2 separate regions of the Ovis aries genome follow, and region 1 is linked to region 2. The links are chromatin contacts, called in public Hi-C maps. All regions are on one chromosome and are shown on one strand. Each heading gives the region's core, a stretch centred on a gene start, on an enhancer-like site or on the middle of the called end of the contact. The rest is flanking DNA. Distances are from core to core; before and after follow the strand shown.

Region 1 (7,610 bases), core at 321-2,820, 550 kb before region 2:
ATAGAATTTACGTTCCAGCAGAAGCCCAGAGTTGGGTGAAGTTTATATCCTTCACTGGACTGGGAGTTTCTTGAAGACAGGAATTAGGTCTGTAAGATCCCAGTTCAGGGCCTGGTACCAAAAGGTACTCAGGAAAGTTAGTTAAACTGAAATTCAGTACCCATGACTCTAGCAAATTGAGTCGTGGCTCAGCTGGTAAAGAATCTGCCTGCAATGCGGGAGACCTGGGTTCGATCCCTGGGTTGGGAAGATCCCTGGAGAAGGAAAAGGCTACCGACTCCAGTATTCTGGCCTGGAGAATTCCATGGACATACAGTGAGTGCATGAGGTCGCAAAGAGTTGGACACAACTGAGTGAATTTCACTTACTTTCAAAGAAAGGTTAAAAGTTAGCAAAAATAGAGGGCCAGAGAATCCCCAGGAGGGATTATGGTTGTACTGAGATCAGGACCTGGCACGGAAGCCAGAAACATCCAGATCCCCAGAAGCCTGGGCCTGGAGAGTGGGAGGGTCTATTGTTCTCCTGTGGGATGAATTTGGGTGTTCCATGCAGGGTTATCAGGACAATTATTACACATTCCCGCTACAAGGGGTTTTGCTTTGAGTGAGTAGACCGTAGAGGAAAGCTGGGCCCAGAAATGAGTTACTAACCAAGGGTCAAGCCAGCCAGATGATTAAAGCGACAGTGTCAAGCTGGCACAAGAGAATGATTAATGTTAATCATTCTCATGGAGGGTGGGTGGGCATTATTTGAAACAAATAAAAGTCATTTGAATTTTTACTAGGAATTTTCATTCATAATGTGATAGTGATGTAATAAAACTAAATGACTGGCAAGCCAAAGTAAACTGAGTTCTTCACCCCACACCAGGTTTATTTAGAAACTGTATATATCTCAGAAAAGTGCTCTCCCGCTTAGGCCCTGACAGAAGGCAGGGCCACTGCTGGGAGTTAGGAGCTTATTTATCAAATACATACTTTAGTGTTCACTCCAACCATCTTATTACCACTCATCTCTCTTTTCACTATCTGCTCTTCACCTGTGGAGAAAGGGCTCCAAGAAAGTGAAAGATGTTTTCTCTGCCCTTCTTTATTTTCTTTGAAAGAATAAAATTCTGCGGAAAAAAATAGCACCCAGTCATTCTCAGAAAGCTCTCACACACAGAAAGAATTACTATTTCCCCAACCTTTTTTGCATATTAGAGTGTAAATCCCACCTTCCACCGCCTCCCCCAGAAGTTTCGATGGAGACATACATTTATTTAGTGAGTTGCAATTCAGCCTGGGGGTGGAGTGTCAGAATTCAAGTTGCTTTTCCTGCGGGGTAACCCCAGGTCTTGGAGATTTCTGTAGATATAGGGGATATTGGTAAATTTGGGATGAAATTGCCAGACTGGAGCGGTCTCCCCTTTCCCCCAACCAATGGCTGCAACCAGATCCCTTTAAGAGATTGGCAAACCGCGAGGCGTCCAAGCCTGAAACAGATCCTTGTCTCTGCTCCTCCCCTGTCCCCGCGCGGCGAATGGTTTGTGCCGGCCTATATTTACCCGAGATCTTCCTCTCGGACGGCAAGGATGTGAGGCTGGCGAGGCAGCTACCGCTCGTAGCACCGGAGAGGGCGCGCTGCAAAGGCTGGCAGCCGAGCCAGGGTATCCCGGGAGCCGAGTCAGACACCCTCCGGAGAAAAGAAATGAGGTAGCGACCGTCCCGGGAGCCGACCATGCGCACGCCTGGCCCTCGGAGCCCCGCGCTGCCCCCGCCGAGCCAGCCCTAACAGTGAGCCGCGGAGCCCAAGTCCTCGGCGTCCTGCCTGTGGGAAGATGCAGTGAGCCACGGGGGGATTGCTGCGCGGGGCCCGCCGCGGCCATCCGGACCCACCATCCGAGCGCACTTGGAGCAAGCAACTGCTTCTGGGACCCGCTCAACCAAGGGGCTCTCTGCCTCCAGCACCCCTTGGAGGTGGGGAGTAGCGACCCCTGGGTACACTCGCGGTTGAGTTTCCGCGGTTTCTGGCCCTAGCGACTGTGTGTGTGTGTGAGAGGGGGGCCCTTATTCACCTTCGCCGAGGAGTTCCTGCGTATTCTCGCACCACCCCGGCTGCTTTTTCTGGGGGCTTTTTCATTTATTTGCACGCGCACATCTCTTTTTTTCTAAAGACGTTTTCCGCCCCACTCTTGTGCTGTCTTTCTCTCATTTTGCCTGCTTAAGACTCTGCCCTGATCCTGCTCAGGCTGGGGTAAATCTGTGTGCTCCTTCCCTCCTCCCCCTTGCAGTTAAATCTTAAAAAAAAAAAGAAAGAAATTCGACCCCTACCTCTTTTGCTGGGTTTTCGAGCCTTATACACCCCCATTCCCCCGCCCCCACTCCTGATTGGGCCACTCCCAGCAGTTTTATTTTTCGGTCTTGCCCGGGCCGAGCCCGGCCGGGGCGGGTGGCTCAGCCGGGCTCTCAACCGGCGCTCCGCCGCCGCCGCCCAGCTGCGCGGGGGCACCCTCCGGAGATGCTGCCGTGGAAGAAGCACAAGTTCGAGCTGCTGGCCGAGGCGCCGCCACGGCAGGCGTCCAAGCCCAAGGGCTACGCGGTGAGCCTGCACTACTCGGCGCTCAGCTCGCTAGCGAGGGCGTGCCCCGAAGGCGCGCTCAGCCGGGTGGGCAGCATGTTCCGCTCCAAGCGCAAGAAACTGCACATCACCAGCGAGGACCCCACTTATACTGTGCTCTACCTGGGCAATGCCACCACCATCCAGGCGCGCGGCGACGGCTGCACCGACCTAGCGGTGGGCAAGATCTGGAGCAAGAGCGAGGCGGGCCGTCAGGGCACCAAGATGAAGCTGACTGTGAGTGCGCAGGGTATCCGCATGGTGCACGCCGAGGAGCGCGCGCTGCGGCGTCCTGGCCACCTGTACCTGCTGCACCGCGTTACCTACTGTGTGGCGGACGCGCGACTGCCCAAGGTCTTCGCCTGGGTGTACCGGCACGAGCTCAAGCACAAGGCGGTCATGCTGCGCTGTCACGCGGTACTCGTGTCGAAGCCCGAGAAGGCGCAGGCCATGGCCCTGCTGCTCTACCAGACGTCGGCCAATGCTCTGGCGGAATTTAAACGGCTCAAGCGGCGGGACGATGCGCGTCACCAGCAGCAGGAGCTGGTTGGCGCTCACACCATCCCGCTAGTGCCGCTGCGCAAGCTGCTCCTGCACGGACCCTGCTGCTACAAACCGCCGGTGGAGCGCAGCCGAAGTGCGCCCAAGCTCGGCTCCATCACCGAGGACCTGCTCGGCGAACAGCAGGAGCAGGAGCTGCAGGAGGAAGAGGAAGAGGAGCACGCGGAGGGTTGCCCCGAGGAGGAGGACCGAGCTGGGGAGGGAGAGCCGGCAGAGCCAGAGGCCGAAGCGAAGCGGGCGCTGGTGGTGGCCATGCACTTCGAATGCGGGGACTTGCTGGACACGCTGGAGAGTGGCCACGAGGAGGCGCTAGGGGGCGGCGGGGTCTCGCCGGGCCTTGAGGCTGGGTCGCCTCTGCTGCTGGGCAACACCTCCGACATGAGGGCCGAGCTTTCGCAGCTTATTAACGACCTGGGCGAGCTCAGCTTTGGCAACGACGTGCGCAGCCTGCAGGCGGACTTGCGGGTGACGCGCCTGCTGTCGGGCGAGAGCACGGGTAGCGAGAGCTCCATTGAAGGAGGGGGCCCGGATGCCAACACTGCCACCGCCGGGGACCCATCCGGCCCTGCGGACTGCGCCAGCCCAGACGAGCCCCACTCGGGCTGAGCTCCCAGCAATGTCCTGTGCGCACCCCTGGCGCCCGATCGTGACCCCGACGCGTCTCTCCACCACTTCCTTACCTCCCGACCTGGCCCAGGAAAGGGGAAATGGGACACTTGAGGCCCAGACCCTCCCTCTCTACACCCATACAAATGGCTGTGTTTGAAGCGGGGCTCAGATTGCAAGTGGAGATACGGGGGAGGGGAACCCTACAAGGAAGGGGAAAGAGGTCGCCATCTGGGGTCTGGGGAAGGGAAAGGCCGCTGGTGTTAGCAAGTTTCCTGTTTGTGGGGCAGCTGGGGCCTGAGGAGGAGGGGTTAACTTCCTCCCCCACCGGCCATCTGGGAGGGCCTAGCGTTGTCATTGACATGGCAGTTTTTGTGTGTGTGTGTGTGTTTTTTTTAATTGCTTTCACAGTGTTTGAGGCTTTAATGCCACCTCCTTGGACCCAGTCTTTTTGGTGCGAGAGCTTGGGTTGTTTACCTCAGACTCAGACCCTTGAAATTCTGCCAAATTCCTCAAATAACTAGTGGGGAAGGGAGAGGGGTGAAAGAAAGTCGCATTTTGTTTACAGTTATTGACATCCAATACCTAGAAAAAGTTTTCCTTAAGAAACACACACACCTTGCTCCTGCTCAAAAGATCTCACTCCGTGATACTGTGTAAAATATTTTTGCACTGTTGTGAAGTATTTTTGACATCTTTTTGGTTTCCTTGTACATAACTGTGTTCTCAGAGTCCAATGTTTATATCTTTTGCTGTGCAAAAGGGACATGTAAAATTTTGTTCAGTTGTATATACAGAAATGTGTATAAAACATTTTGTTATTTTTTAAGAGTAGCCGTGCTCTGGTTCTGTTTGCACGCCAGTGGGGAAGAGAATAAAGAGGAAAATTGAACAGAACAGGTGAGCATCCAAAGCTGCTTCAGAACATGCTTGGCCATGGGGGTGGGCGGGAGAGGGTGTGACGATGACTAGGATAGGGTTGGGAGGCTCATCTTTGTCCTTCGAAGGGCTTGGAGGTGATTGAGAAGGGGGAACCTGCTTTTTGCGTAGTCTGGGGCCTTTCTTGTCCTCTGAAACTCTGGGTACCGCAGCTAGGTCCGGATTCTTCGCTTATTCAGTTCTATAAGCATCAGCTGTTTTGACCTCTTTGAGGCAATTCTTGGAGATGCCGGGTCCTCACTGCCAGACCTGTGAGATGATTTAGGGAGGGGTAACTTTCAAGGTCTTCTAGGGTTTTACCACCTCCTGTGGTTCACCTTTTCCTTCCCAAACAGCTCAAGGAGCTGTAAAGATGAGAATTAGAGAATGGATGGAAGTCCCTATGAGGTTCTCTTAAGGAGTGGGAGCATCTCTGTTTTTCCTGAAAGGAAAAGCAAGGAGAAAGGAAAGTTAAGTTCTAGTCATGGCTTGAATGAGTCACAGTGCAGGTGGAGTGGGGTGGGGAGCAGGTGGAAAAGCCCATTTTCTTTCCTTCTACAACCCAGCCTGACCCAGTGGGAGAGTGGTTTGGAGGTCAAGGCAGAGGACTGCTCAGTCTGTGTGTGTGTCTTAGCGTTTTCATGCTTGCTCTGTGTTTGTTTCTGTTGTAAACTCCAAACAGATGTCTCGAGTTTGGCTGCACCCGATCAGCTGGAAGCTGTAATAAGATGCTGCCAAAACTGTGCCTTCTGCAAATTGTTTTTTTCCCTTTGCCCCTGTGGGCCCTTTTTTCCTATGTTGTAGAAATTGATTGCTCTCTTGGCCTTCCCTGCTGTCCTGAGGCCCTTGGTTTTGTTTTCATTGTAAATGTGTTCGGAGCAGATACACCCAGTGATCCTTAAGGAGTCTAGAATTCACTGAAACCATAGAGGAAGGAGGGGTTGGGGGGGGGGGTGGGGAGAAGAGATTTTTTTTCCTAATTAACAAGTTAATAGGTGATCCTTATTAGAAAAGCAAGTGTGGGTGGGTGGGAATTTGAAAAATATTCAGTCACTTCTTGAGGGCCTTAGAACAAGGTCCATCTTTCTCTTTTATTATATTTTGACTTGGTTGAGAGTCCCTATCCTTTTTCCTGAATACCTCAGATACACATTATTGAATGATGTTTTCAAACCCCCAGGTAGAGAGAGGTCAGGAAAGTCAGCTGTGTGGTCCATCACTAGTTTGCATGCTTAATCTCACATTTCAAATTATTGCCATACACGGCCAGGTTCCTCTGCTGTTTGAAACGGATGAGAGCCTTAATCAGGGTGAAGATCATTTGACAAATACTTGGAGGTGGGGCAGAGTCTACATGTCATCCTTCTTAATCCAATTGAGTCCAGAGAGAATGCCATGGTGGCTTTTGTCTGTGATTAATGGGGTTACAATGATGGGTCAGAAGATTCAGACGAATGACATTCAACACCAATACCATCAATAAATATAAGACAACTATGTCTTTAAAGTCTGATTTTTCCTATTCTCTGATTTATAAATAGGGAAGGGGTGTTTAGAGGGTGAGGAAGGAGGAGGAAGAAAATAAGCAGACTGCAGAAGAGTCAGCTTCCTCTACCCACTGCGCCCTCCCCTTCCCTCTTTCCTCCCCTCTACTTTTTGGCTTTTATCCCCACTGCACCCCAGGGCTCTGGCTGTTGTAATTCTAGATGCGATAGGAAGGTGATACATGATTCACCTCTTCTTACATCTCAGTCTTCCAGGGATGATATCACTAGAGTAAGGAGAGATGTTTTGAATGAAAAAAACAAAAACCCGAAAACCAATTTACTCATAACACTCAGAGGGAAAAGAGTGGTGTGGCATAAGTACAGTGAGGCAGAGGAGATACAAGTTACACATTATGGAACGCACCTGAGGTCTGGTTTATTCATCAAACAGCTTTTCTGTCTTGCAAGGTGAGGCTCCTCTTTCTCCTTTACAAGCTGATGGTACTTTAAATGCAGTGAGACACTTGCTGCATTCTTCGCCAGCGTGAGTAATCCTCCATGTCCCACAAGGAGGCATTGACTGCATGAGATAAGGAGTGACTTCTGGTGGCAAGAGAGATGGCTGCAGGGGTGGCGTGTACATCCACAGAGGAGGTGTTCCTCCACCTCCCTCAGCACAAGCATCCCATATTTGCACAGTTTGTTGTGTGTGTTGAGGCAGAGGAGGGAGGAGCAGGATGGTGTAAAAGAAAAAATAGTATTATGTACCCTTTCCACTATTACAGTGTCAGACAAAACACCCACTCTACACACACATGCTCCCCCCTAAAGAAAACCTTCTCTCACACTGCCTCATAGTCAGCAGAAGAGTAGATTTTAAACAAATTAGAAAGGCCCTGTTATACTAAGCAAGCGTGATGCCCTCCCAGGGACAGAGCTCCTTTTAAGAGTTCAGCTTGTGAAAGGAGAAAGATCTGGCTGATAGAATCCACCCCTGGCACCACACTGGAGATTAGAAAACCTCATGGGAGTTGCCAAGGACCATGAGAAACATAATTCTATTACGAGCTCATTGCCCTCATTTCTACCAGGATTTAGTAATGGAATAAGCAGAACTTTGCTCTGTGTAGTATGCATCAGTAGCCTGAATATTTGCTGGTCAGTGATGCACAACAGAGCTAGAAATGTGCACGGACAGCTGGGGCTAGGAGCCCCGTCTGACACGTGGGAAACTATTCAGGGCTTCAGGCATGCAGGCAGGCCCCTGGGGCCATGGTACTCTGTATTCCCTGCACCAAGTTTTTCTGTACTTGGCCACATCTGTCTCGAGGTAGTTTTTGATTTCCTCTTTGATTTCTTCCGTTGGTTGTTTAGTACCATATTGTTTAGCCTCCACATGTTTGTGTTTTTTGCAGTTTTTTTTTTTTTTTTCCCTTATAG
Region 2 (7,063 bases), core at 2,006-4,505:
AGGAGCGAGCCTGGCCCTGAGCCTGGACCTGCCCTAGACCTGTATTTACAGTGCCCACTATGTTCCAGGCACAGGCACCGGAGATAAGAAGGCACGCAGTCCACCGCGCCAGCCAGGTACATGAGGAAGACGTGCCTCTTGAGTGGAGGCTGCCTGGATGGCTCCAACAAGGAGATGGTATCTGAAGATGGGCGAGACTTAGCGATGCACAGAGAAAGTGTATCCTGGTGGTGGAAAAAAAGAAGCAGAGGCATGTAGGCTGGAAAAGTTGGATATATGACAGGACACTGTGGCTGGAGCTCAGGAAGGGGACAGCAGAGTCCTAGCAGCGGGGCAGAGGCCCAGGGTGTGACCTCTGACTCATTAAGGGAAACAATGATGATGTTGGTCTACAAGGTGGTGTCTGGAGCGCCAGCCAAGTCTGCATGCCCTGAGAGCCAAAGGGAGGCAGGGTCACCCGCAGTCACCCAGCTCTATCCAGACTGGCCCTATGATCAAAGGCTCTTGCTTTTCTCCCTTGAACTAGCAAAGGATTTCTCAAACACTGGAGTCCTAAGGAACACCTGGAACAGGCTGCCAGGCCCTTCCTCCCAAGACTGCAATTAGGGAAATCAGGATGGGCCCCAGGCTGAAAGAACCTCAGCTCAGACAGTGGACCCCAAGGCCCCTGCAGCCACAAGCTCCAGGACCTGGATTCTTGGCCTCCTGTACCATGGAATCCAGACCAGGTGCCTCGCTATGACTGGTGCGTGTTCCCAAAGGGTTCATTTGTTCTGGGCAGGGCATACACTGGATGCTATGGCAGAAAGCTGAAACAGAAAGCTGTGGAGGGCTGGGCACAGACTGTCCCCAATTCTAGGGGCATTCCTGGGGGAGGGTAAAAACTACGTAAACAGTGGTCAAGGGCCCAGGAAGAAAGGAAGTTACACTCTGGGCAGAGAGTAGAGCTTGTGTAAAGGCACATTCAGTACAGTTAGTAGAGGAAGGACAAGGAGGTCAGCTGAAGAGCCCGGCCCCACAACAGACAGCCCTGCCAAGAAATGAGGACTCGATCCTGTAGACAACAACAACAAAAAAGGGAGTTCCCTGGAGGTCCAGTGGTTAAGACTGAACTTCTGCTTCAAGGGACACAGGTCGGGGAACTCAGATCCCACAGGCTGTGCAGTGCGGCCAAAAACAAACACCAACAGGCCCCTGAACCCTGCAGGAGGCCAGCACTGGCTCCCCTTAGTCACTCACCCAGCACAAACACATGGTACACTACTCTAATCTTACCACCCCTCCCCCTTCCACCAGTCTCCATCCTTTAAGATCAGCTACTAAGAACCCGCCTGCCAACGTAGGAGACATGAGACACGGGTTCAATCCCTGGGTCGGGAAGATCCCCTGGAGGAGGGCATGGCAACCCACTCCAGTATTCTTGCCTGGGGAATCCCATTGGACAGAGGACTCTGGTGGGCTACAGTCCATTGGGTCGCATAAAGCCAGACATGACTGGAGTGATTTAGTGCACACTATTTCTATCCCAAAATCACACATTAGATCCCCTCTGGGCAACTATTAGGTCAAAAGGAGACATGTAATTTAACTGAGGCCATTAACACTAAGCTTGGACTGCAAGGAGATCCAACCAGTCAATCCTAAAGGAAATCAATCCTGAATATTCATTGGAAGGACTGATATTGAAGCTGAAATACTCGAATACTTTGGCCACCTGATGCAAAGAACCAACTCATTGGAAAAGACCCTAATGCTGGGAAAGATTGAAGGCGGGAGGAGAAGGGGATGACAGGGGATGAGATGGTTGGATGGCATCACCGACCAGATGGACATGAGTTTGAGTAGGCTCCAGGAGTTGGTGATGGACAGGGGGGCCTGGTGTGCTGCAGTCCATGGGGTCGCAAAGAGTCGGACACGACTGAGTGACTGAGCTGACTGACTGAAGAATACAATCTCTCCCAAGCAGAGCCAGGTGGTCCAGCCTGGAACAAGACGACTAGCTCTGCTCTGCCCTCTCCAGATCTTATATCCTTACCTCTTGGAGCACTTTCTTGCTGGGAGGAACCCGCTGCTTCTCTAAATGGGTTCATGACCCTGAAGAGAAGGGAAGGAGGAGGCACACTGAGGAGATGAAATGGTTCACATGGGCTGGGTTTGGGCTGGACCAGTTTCAACTGAAATCCTTAGAGCTATGAGAAATGTCACTGTAATCTGAACAACTCAAGCGGCCTAAGACCTTGTCCAGCAGACAGTGCACTTTCAAGTGACCTGCTCCATCCTCAAAAGTCAAACACTGAAAAGAATAAAAAGAGGGGCAGACTTAAAGGCACTGACTGCTGAAATCAACCACGCCAGGAAAGAGCGGGCACGCTGATTCTCCAGGGGGCCGCAGTTAAAGGGAAGCTAGGATCAACGAAGTCAGCTAATAGAGGCTCCGAGACACGCCCCCTGGACCATGCCTGCAGCGTGCTGTGAACGCACAATTCAGGTAGGGTACGGATTAAGGGCTTAGGCTTCTGCTGGCACTGGCAATGGGCATCGCAACTAAGACACCTCCCTCCTGACCCCTGGATCCAGGCCAGGCCCCACAATGACCGAGTCACCTACCCGGAGCCTCTAGCTGGGGCCCCGCTCACCTTGCATTTGAAGCCGGCGGCGGGCGGCAGCAGCTCCCGCAGCAAAACCTTGGCCACCTCGCGGCTGGCCTCCTCGCTTACGAAGTGCAGGTTAAGCACCTCGTGCGCCTCGAACTTCGCGAGGCGCAGCAGGGAGCGGAGGGCGACGCGGGCCTTGGCCTGCAGCGCGGCATTGTGTTCGGCCTTGGTGAACATCATCAGCAGGTGGTAGTCCACCGGCCCGGCCCCGCCGCCCTCCAGGCTCTTGGCCTTAGCGCCCGGGGCCGGCGCCAAGGATGCCCGCGCCAGCTCCAGCGCCGGCGGCGAGGGCGCAGCAGGGGCCCCGGCGCGGGCCTCCTTCAGCCTCTTGGTGGCGCTGGAGAAGGTCTCCCGGCCCGAGCCCAGGTAGTAGAAAGCACAGACCGCCAGCGCCGCGGCCAGCAGCAGCGCGCAGTAGTGGGAGCGCACAGCGCCCAGACGCGCCATGGCCCGAGCGCACGGGGGCCCGCCTCGGAGGAGACCCATGCGCCGCCGGCCCGCGAACAGATCAGCCGGCGAGTTGCGGCAGAGACCAGTATCCCGGCAGCAAGTTAGCAGCCCCGGTAGCTGGCGGCAGCCATGGCGGGGGCGGAGCCGAGCTGCCAATCTGCGGGCGCTGATACGCGGAGAGGCGGTGCCAGGCTGCCTGGCAGCCACTGGGTCCTAAGCTCAGAAGGATTACAGCGGGGTCGGGCGGTGAGCCCGCGGGAGTCCCTCCAGCGTGTTCGACAGAGGCGGTGAGGACTTGGCCACACAAGCCAGCAGGCTGTGCGGTCTGTGGAAAATGGCCCTCGTTAAGCGCACAGCCCCAGGCGCTAGAAACCGAAGCTAAGCCTTCGGAAGCAAAAAGACTAAACTGGACGCACAAAAAATGTTCTCTATATCTTTTCCCTCCTAATTTCTTGAAGGCTTTATGTCCTCTCCCTGACTCCTTTCACACCTTGGCGACTAGGGCTAAAGAATTTAAACTAGCAACTCCTTTCCCATTCTCGGTGAAGTAGGATTGGCACCCGAGGTATGAATCACTTGCTCACCTCACTTGGCATCTGAGGCCGACCAGAGGCAACCTATGGGTTGTAGCCACCAGGGGGGCCACCTGCCACAAACTTTGGGTGGTTCAGAGCTCCCCAGGAAGCTTGTGGTTTTTTTTTTTTAACAGACTTCAACACTTTAAAAGAGACTTACTGTATACCCAGTGGTTTTACAAAATTAACTGAGGTGTAACTGAGGTCACTTGCTCAGGTCACACGGTCTCAGCTTTGACAGTGAAGCAGACACTCTTCCACAGCAGAAGAGGGTGCCTATATTCTGCCAACACTAAAATCTAAGAAAACTTTCAGTTCTCTCTCCTATCCACAGAACAATGGTTATCAAAATTTTATTGGTACTAGCAGCACTAGGGAGCTTGATAAAACACAAAGGCTCAGGCCCTATTACCTTCAACGAGTCTGGGCCTTGATGGTGATTCTTCTGCAAGCCAAAGTTTGAAAAGCAGTGCCCTGGATTTTCACACAGTCAACCTCTCCTGCTTCAGACCTTGGCTTGGGTGTCCCTGCCTCAAAGAGTGGTCTCTAAACACCAGCCCTTGCAGTGTCCAGATGAGGCACCATCCTCAAGGATACCATAAGGGCCACCTAAGAACTACCCATTCCCATCTTTCTCTGCTGCAAGAAGGCAAAACTTCAAGAGAGCAGGCAGTGTGTCTTTCTTTAACCATAATATCTCCAGTAACTGATGGTGCTTGACTCACTGAATGAGCATCAGAAATATACCCACCCATTGTAAACCATCATTTTCATAACAGAATAAGGGAAAATGTACTCAAATATTTAGCCACAAGGGTAATGCAGAGCTAGGTTTATGATGACAAGATATTAAAATCAAATGTTCATCAGTAAAGTGAAACTAAAGATGCTGTTGGGAATTCTCTGGTGATCCAGTGGTTAAGAGTCTGCCTGCCAGTGCAGGGGACATGGTTTCAATCCCTGGTCCAGAAAGAAACCATACACCACATGACAGGTAAGCCTGTGCACCACTACTGAGCCAGCACTCTAGACCCCACAAGCCACAGCTACTGAATCCAAGTGCCTGCAGCTTGGGCTCTGCAACAAGAGAAGCCACCACAATGAGAAGCCCACTCGCCCACAACCACAGAAACCCTACACACAGCAATGAAAACCCAGTGCAGCCAAAAATAGGTAATTTTTTTTTTTTAATTTTTAGAAAACAAAGGTGCTGTTGGTGCTGTAGTCAACAAACTCTAAGTGGAAATTTTTTAAAGTGACAAATGGAGGAAGAACCTATAGATTTACAGACTCAACAGATACATTAGCCAATTGCAATGAATGGAACTTACATAAATTCTGATTTGAAAAATCTTTTTTTAAAGAACACAAGATACTGAGGAATTTGAATACTGACTACATAGTTTCATAGTTTAAGAAAGGTGATATAATTTTTTAAGAACAGTCCTTTTCCCGCAACTGTTTTATATTGAAATATATAGTTGATTAACAATGTTGTGTCAAGTCCAGGTGTACAGCAAAGTGATTCAATTATACACATACATGTATCTAAGTCTTTTCCCATTTAGGTTGTTACATAATATTGAGCAGAGTTTTCTGTATTGGACAGTAGGTCCTTGTTGTATACATGTCAACCCCAAACTCCTTAATTATTCTCCCCTCCCCAATCCTTCCTGTCTAGTAAGTTCGTTCTCTAAGCCTGCTTCTGTTTTGTAGATAAGTTCATTTGTATCACTTTTAAGGTTCTGCATAAATATACATATTTAGAGAGACATACTCAACAATTTGTTGAAATGTCTGGCACCTGTCTTTAAAAAATAGGGAAGAGGAAAAACGGGTACAAGTATAGATAAAACGATGTAAGTCATGAACCAATAGCTACTAAAGTTATTATCTCTACTTTTGAGTGTTTTAAAATTTCAATAAAAAGATTTTTTAAAATCCTCCCCAAAGTGATGCAGATTAAAGACTTAGAAACTTGTCCCTCATTTATTAAATGAAAGAAGCAGGTGACAAAACAGTTTAATCCCACTGTATATAAATACACACATTCAAAGGTCTAGAAGGGTATACACCATGGAAGTAATAGCGTCCCCCACACTTAATACTATCCAACAGAACTTCCTAGGGTGAATATATTCTATAATCTGCCCTGCTCAAAACAGTAGTCACTGGACACAAAGCTAGCGGCTCTGAAGTGTGGCAATTCAACACATGAACTCAACACTTAATTCTAATTAAATTTCAGTAGACACATGTGGCTAGGAGGTACCATACTAAACATCACAGGCAAATGATGGAATTAAGACGGAATTCTTTTTGCTTATCATTAACCTTTCCTACAATGAAAAAAGCACTGTTTTGTAATAAAGGAAAGTAGGCTGTTTTCATTTAAAACATTTACTATCGGTTTGCATCTCCTGGTCAAATAACTATTATGAAACTGAAGTGAAGTGGAATAAAGTAAATTACATATAATAGTTTTAGTGTCTGCTTTCACTTAACTTTTAAAGGAAAAGCAAAAGCAGGCAATTCACTTCCAGGTCTGTTCTTTTAAGCCTCTATTCCTTCAATCTCGATTCACGCAAAAACGTGTTTTTGTTTGTTTACTAAAAGGACTCAGTGTAAATGTGTTGCCTAGATTAGAAACTTCAACAGATATCTCAATCATAATGGCAAAAAAATTAGAGCTACAGCATAAAAATGCCTTTTGTGACTTTTAGCTAATGAACTGGGAGCCATACAGCTCTGTGGCAGGCAGAAGAAAATATTTAAAAAATCAAAACGGATTTCATGGTTGAAGCAATCAGCAAATAGGATCAATATGGACCAATTTGACAGGTAAGAAAGGAATACAGAACTGAAAATATGAAAAGCATGACAGTTAACAGGTATATCTGCAGTTGTAGTTCACAATAAAGTAGAAGTCTGAACATAAAAGAACTATGCCAGAGGTGAGATTTTTATTGACTTCACATAGTTTCTTGGCATACAAAGAATTTAATCAGGCAAATATTTACAATTCTTACATAATGTACATCTTAGAATAACTATAAAGATAACGTACTTTGTTCCATTTACAAGTGACATCCTACAGTAAAACTACATTCATGAATTAGATACAAATAAATCCTCTACATGCTAGTAAAAATTAAATGGATTGTTGGTTATACATTCTTTAAAATCTATCTTTTCACAGGTAGCAGGAAATATTACATGTAATAAGTCTCTATGACTGGAATGATCCAGAAATATCATGAAGCACAAGTAAACACATATAGGAAAGTAGCTCATTTCTGAAAGTTAACCTTTAGCCTTGGTGTAAAATAAATGGTGCCAATATTCTTTATAATGTAGGGAGCTTTCCCTATTTAAAATGAATAT

What was found. A called contact is a pair of places that touch in the nucleus more often than the background predicts.
Region 1: a contact with region 2 is called in a Hi-C map of liver, with 4 times the contacts expected there. The contact joins the promoter of FAM43A here to the promoter of XXYLT1 in region 2. A contact is called at or near these places in 10 of 16 Hi-C or Micro-C datasets (blood, hypothalamus, liver and 5 more).

The regions. Positions count from the first base shown.
Region 1 is chr1:193,681,935-193,689,544 of ARS-UI_Ramb_v3.0, reverse strand. It overlaps FAM43A (family with sequence similarity 43 member A), which reads left to right and starts at 1,570. Exons shown (of 1, transcript XM_012108037.4): 1 at 1,570-4,594. The coding sequence starts at 2,500. The coding sequence ends at 3,765.
Region 2 is chr1:193,138,014-193,145,076 of ARS-UI_Ramb_v3.0, reverse strand. XXYLT1 (xyloside xylosyltransferase 1) reads right to left here and starts at 3,255. Exons shown (of 4, transcript XM_027957138.3): 1 at 2,637-3,255. The coding sequence starts at 3,140. It overlaps ACAP2 (ArfGAP with coiled-coil, ankyrin repeat and PH domains 2), which reads right to left. Exons shown (of 22, transcript XM_060419307.1): 22 at 6,624-7,063.